Regions from separate parts of the Sus scrofa genome. Here region 2 is linked to region 1. A link is a contact called in public Hi-C data. All regions are on one chromosome and are shown on one strand. The core of a region is the stretch at or near the end of the contact, and the rest is flanking DNA. Distances in the headings are between cores, read along the strand shown. Region 1 holds the start of CHRNB1 (acetylcholine receptor subunit beta). Region 2 holds the start of LOC110255906 (collagen alpha-2(V) chain-like).

Region 1 (2,700 bases), core at 157-2,656:
AAGGGAGGGCCAGGGAGGGGAGCAGCGCAGGCATGGTTCTACAGGCCCGGGGCTCTGATGCTGGCTCCACCTGCACTCTTTGGGACCCTGTCTGTTGCTTTTCCCTTCCCTCTCATTGGGCCCCAATTTTTCATTCTGTAAATGTGATGGAGTTGCCCTGGCTCGCCTCCAACACAGTGGTTTTCAAACTGCATTAGCGGCCCTTGAATGGGTTGGGAGTAAAAGGACCCCAAAGCAGGGTTAAAAAATAAAATAATGAAAAAATGCATGGAGTGCACCGCCCGTCATACAAATAGGTATTGTTTCCTGAAACTTCATTTTCAGGTATAAATGTGATGCAAAAAATGTTCTCACTGGCGGGGAGATTCGAGGAAATTGTAAAGGCAGCAGGACACCCTCTCCCACCCTACGGGATGTCCGTACCAAATCTAAGTAGACCTTCGTGCTCATCTCCTCATCCTTCTCGTTCTAGAAGGGAAAAGTTTAAAGGGTAGATGTGATGTATTTGCAGAGAAATAAGGGGCTCAGTGGGTCAAACTCCCCCTGGAAACTCCCTCTTTTTCTGAATCCCACCCTCTTGGGTCCAAGGCCCGCCTCCCATAAGCTGTGTTAGTTTAGGCCCCGCCTCTATCTCGCGGACTTCCTGTGGTCCTACCGCCAGCCAGTTCACCTACCAGTTCTCACACCCGCCGGCCTGAGTCTCCCCCCGCTGTTGTTTATGGACCCTGTCCGGCACAAGCTCCGCCCCAGCCTGTGACCCCGCCTCAAGGTCCGCCCTCTGGCCCGTCCCTCGGCCCGAGCTCCGGGATCACCACCCTACCGGCTCTACCCCGACCCTTCCTGCAGCCACGCCCACAGCTTGTCCATTGGTCCGATTTCAACCCAATCGCCGCTAAGGGCCAGTCCGTCTCCCAGCCTGGCCTCGCCCCAGGCCCCGCCCCCAGCCATCCTTGGATTCCCACCCCGCCTAAAGCCACGCCCCCCAGCCGGCCAGTGGGCCAGACCTCAACTCCCCGCGTGCGCCCTCACCAGGCTGATGAGTTGCGCCAGGCTGAGACCAATGCTGACCCCGACGCGGTCTCCCACCTCCCGCGCCGGGCGCACGGAGCTATCATAGCCCGAGAAAAGTTTCTCGCGGAGTCGGCCCTCCGCCTCCGAGCCGAGGGCTCCTGGAGGAGGAGAGCACGAAGTGAGGCCTTGGTACCGGGCCACGACCTCTGGCCCTGTCACTGCCCCTCTGAGGCCCAGACTTACCCGGGGCAAGCGGCGCCCCCACCGCCCCCAGCAGCAGCACCAGAAGCGCCCCTGGGGTCATAGCCAGCCCGCCTTACTCAGTGAGTTCGCTGGATGAGCCGCTGAGACAACCAGTGCAGGGGAAGTGACGAGGCGCCCAGGAATGTGCACCTGTTATTGGGGGGGCAGCCGCCAGCCCACCCGCCCCGCCCCTGGGACTTGATCTCTCCCGAGCAACTGCCAATGCCTGCCACCTACAGATGACAGACAACACTTCAGTTGTATAAATCGTCTTTAATCTTTAATTGAGAAAGCATGGAGTGGAGACCCGGTCCCTGGGGAGCAGAGCCAGGAGATGGGTGGAGCCTGAGCGGGGTTCTGTGTGGGTGAGGGGAGCATCCACCCCTCTTGCAACAAGCCAGAAGTAGAAAGAGCCTGAGGAAAAGTGACCTGCCTCTGAGCCCCAGGCCCTCCCTTTAGCGCCCCCTCAGTCTTCCTTGCCCAGGTCTGAAGTTACTCAGAGCCTCCCTCCTAGTTCTCTGCTGACCTCTGATCTTTTTCAGGCCTGCCCTTAGGTCTCCATATTTTTCAGAAAAATCTAGTCAGGCCCTTTCTGGGTACCCAAAACCCAGCTGAGATTATAGGCTGTAAAATAAAGCAAGTTCTACTCAGAAGAAGCTCTGGGATGTATGAGGTCTAGAGAAGAGGCCCTCACCCTCCCTCCGTGGCCTGACCTGTAGGGGCAAGGGATGGGACTTATTGCTGAACTGGTATCACTTCATTGCTGTGGCAAAGGGGGGTGTGGCTATGTTCCATCTGTCTTTTTTTTTTTTTTTTTTTTTTTTTGGCTGTACCCGCGGCATATGGAAGTTCCCGGCCTAGGGGTTGAATTGGAGCTGCAGCTGCCAGCCTACGCCACAGCCACAGCAATTCAGGATCCAAGCTGCATCTGTGACCTACACTGCAGCTTGCAGCAATGCCGGATCCTCAACCCACTGAGTGAGGCCAGGGATCAAACCTGAATCCTCATGGATACTAGGCGGGTTCTTAGGCTCTGAGCCACAACGGGAACTCCTCTCATTTGTTTTTTGGTTGTTTTTTTTTTTTTTTTTTTTTGTCTTTTGTCTTTTGAGGGCTGCGCCCACGGCACATGGAGGTTCCCAGGCTAGGGGTCGAATCGGAGCTGTAGCTGCCGGCCTACACCAGAGCCACAGCAACGCAGGATCCGTGTGCCGTGTCTACGACCCACACCACAGCTCAGGGCAATGCCGGATCCTTAACCCACTGAGCAAGGCCAGGGATCGAACCCCCAACCTCATGGTTACTAGTTGGGTTCGTTAACCACTGGGCCACAACGGGAACTCCTCATTTGTCTTTTTTATTCTAGACCAGTTACCCTAAAGACCTCAGCTTTAAAAGGGACCTGGAAGGAATTCCTGCTGAGGTAGCTAAGTGTTCACATCCCCA
Region 2 (2,700 bases), core at 127-2,626, 340 kb before region 1:
AGTAGTGGTCAGCTGCAGGCTAGAGAGGCCAGGCAGGCAAGTTCCTTCTGCTGGAGAAGGGAGCTTGAGGCTGGATCCCTCCAGGACAGGGACGCTCAGAATGTGAGACCAGGGAGTGAGTGAGCGAGAGTCTATGTGTGTGTAGTCTGTAGCATTTGTATATGTGGTTGTGTTGAGGGAGAAAGGGAAGCTGGGGAGGGTCTAGCCTACAGAGAGGGGAGTGGCAGGCCTTAGGACAGACTAAGAGGAGGAGTGAGGGGCAGCCGAGGGGGTCAGCGGGGTGTGTATGGGGTGTCTGGACACCAGAGTGGGGGAGGGGCCAACAGCCGTTTAAAGGGCCAGCCCCAGAGCTTTAATCCCTCACCAGCTCTGGCCCCAAGCCGGAGGCTGTAATTCATCTGTCCAACAGCTGGGGTGGGTGTGTGTGGTGGGGGGGGGCATGTGGACGGGAAGGGGGAGCTGGGGGAGGGGCCGCGGCTTTCTTGTGCACAGAGCCAAACAACAAAAGGAAAAGCTGAAGGGCCAGCTCCAGTGTGCCCAGGCCAGGCTGCTGACCCACAGACCTGCCAGTGGCCCCCACCTGGTGGCCAACAGGCTCTGTAGTTTAGACTCATGGATTCTTGGCCAAGGACTCCATGAACCCAAAGGTGGGGCCCTGGAGAAGGCCCACGCTGAGTGCCCCCCCAGGCAGGCTGTCAGCCCTCCTTGCAGGTCCCAGCTGCAGCCCGATCCCAGACCTGGCAGGCCTCGCAAAAGATTCAGCCTCAAATGCCCTGCTCACCGGCCAAGCCTCCCCAGACATGGTCTGCCGGCTCGGCTCCCCCTCCCGCTGGCGCAGGGTGGCAGCGGCCACACCGAGGCTGTCCCTTTAAATCATTACCACCCCTGATGGTGTGGATGAACTGAGGGCCCTGCCCCCCAGGCAGGCAGCTTGCCACCTCCCCCCCACGAGTCCCCAGAAATGTGAGGGCCATTTAAAGGGACAACAGAGAGGCAGCCGGGTCCCTAACCGCCCCCGCCCCCACCCCGCGTACACTCGCAGCCCCTTTCCCCCACGACACACAGCCCCTTGCCCCTCCAGAGGGCCCCCCAAATTCCGGTTCTCTCCCCACCCCTAGAGACTGCTAGAGGAGAAAGGGGGCCAGAGTTGGGGGGCGGGGAACTGGGGGAGCGAGAAAAGGACAGGGACTCCCTCCTTCCTCAGAGCCCCAGGGGACAGGTCGGAAGGAAAGCAAAGCCAGGAGAAGCAGCGAGACAGAGCCCCGAAAGGTGCCGCGGGCAGACCTGGGACGCACAGGCTGTCGGGCGACGGGAAGGGAGTCAGGCTGCACGAGACGGCGGCGCGGCCGGCGGGTGACCAGCCCAAGTGGGGGAGATGGAACGAGGAGGGCCGGGGGAAAGCGGCAAGGCCGGGGGCGACGGGGAGACGGAACCGGGGAAAGGGGTCAGCCGGGAGGGTGTGGAGGAAAATCCGAGAAGGGAGGGCGAGCCAGGCCGGGGTTACCTGCTGGGTGTCTGTCCCCCGGCGGTGCCCCCGGAGTCCGGGTAGGGAGGGGGGAGCAGCAGGGGGGGAGTGGGGGCTGGGGGGGCGGGGGAGACGGTCCCTCCTCTGCCTCCTGGGCCTGCCCCGGCGCTTGCAGCCTCTGCCTCCCTCCCTCCTCCTCCCCGTCCCTGAGTCCCGGAGTCAAACAAAGAACTGTAGCAGGCTCTCCCCAACCCCCTCCCTCCTCCTCCTCCTCCTCCTCCTCCTCCACCTCCTCCTCCCCTCCCTCCCTCCCCACCAGCAGGCTCCCTCCTCCTCCCTTCCGGTCTCTTCCTTCAACTACCCGCCCCCCCCCCAGCCCCCAGCACTGGTCTCTCTACCCACCCACCCGAGCCTTTTACACACCCCTCGGCCAGCCCTGTCCCCGCAAAGGAAACCGTGGAGTCCCTCTGCAAAATTGAAAGGCTCCAGAGAACATGGGAGGGGATTGGGGTCTTGCTCAAAAATCGAGAACCACAATACAATTATTTTATTTTCACAGCCAGAGGAATAGTCTGAGCTGTCTCTTCTTCAAGAAGGGGGGGAAAAAATAATCCCAAAGAAAGCAATACAAATCTGACTAAAGCCCTCATCAAATAAAGTGCACAATGCAGTGGAAGCTAATCCCCAAACCCCTCTCCCCCCACCTACCAAATTAACACAAACTCTCCATTCCTAAGATCATGGTCAGTTGGAAGCAGGCTTACCAACCATAATAGTAAAATAATAACTAACAACATTTAACAAGAACAAGCATTTCATAACAAGCGTTCATTCAGTGTTCATTCTGTGCCAGGGACTGTGCTAAATGCTTTGCATAAATAATTTTGTTTTTCCCAGTCAACAGCCTAGAAGGTAGGTATTGATATTTAAATTTTCCAGATGAAGACTATGAGGCTCCGAGAGGTGGTCACCTTTCCAAGTACTTATAGCCACGAAGTGGCAGAGCTAGGAATGGAATCCAGGTCTGATCTGACAGCCCGAATTCTAAGGTATACAATAAGAGAAACCAGTATCCAATACCATAACCAACCCCAGGACTTAACAGAGAAGGGGAAACCATAGCTATCAAGTGAGTCCCCTTCCTTCAAGAGTGAGATCTACCCACCGACACAGAATAAAGGCCCTGACTTTCCTAATACAATCTAATACAGTTTCTTGACTCGCTTCCTCACTGT

What was found. A called contact is a pair of places that touch in the nucleus more often than the background predicts.
Region 2: a Hi-C map of epiblast stem cells shows a contact between it and region 1, with 3 times the contacts expected there. The contact joins the promoter of LOC110255906 here to the promoter of CHRNB1 in region 1. A contact is called at or near these places in 2 of 47 Hi-C or Micro-C datasets (embryonic fibroblasts and epiblast stem cells) and 1 of 2 datasets of contacts at active chromatin or transcription factors (alveolar macrophages).

The regions. Positions count from the first base shown.
Region 1 is chr12:52,748,139-52,750,838 of Sscrofa11.1, reverse strand. It overlaps CHRNB1 (acetylcholine receptor subunit beta), which reads right to left and starts at 1,406. Exons shown (of 12, transcript XR_001300014.2): 1 at 1,255-1,406; 2 at 1,030-1,169; 3 at 424-468. TMEM102 (transmembrane protein 102) reads right to left here. Exons shown (of 9, transcript XM_021067827.1): 9 at 1,513-2,700. It overlaps FGF11 (fibroblast growth factor 11), which reads right to left. Exons shown (of 5, transcript XM_013981311.2): 5 at 1,508-2,700.
Region 2 is chr12:53,090,334-53,093,033 of Sscrofa11.1, reverse strand. It overlaps LOC110255906 (collagen alpha-2(V) chain-like), which reads left to right and starts at 1,376. Exons shown (of 4, transcript XM_021066316.1): 1 at 1,376-1,545. The coding sequence starts at 1,376. The region is part of intron 1 of KDM6B (lysine-specific demethylase 6B); the gene reads right to left.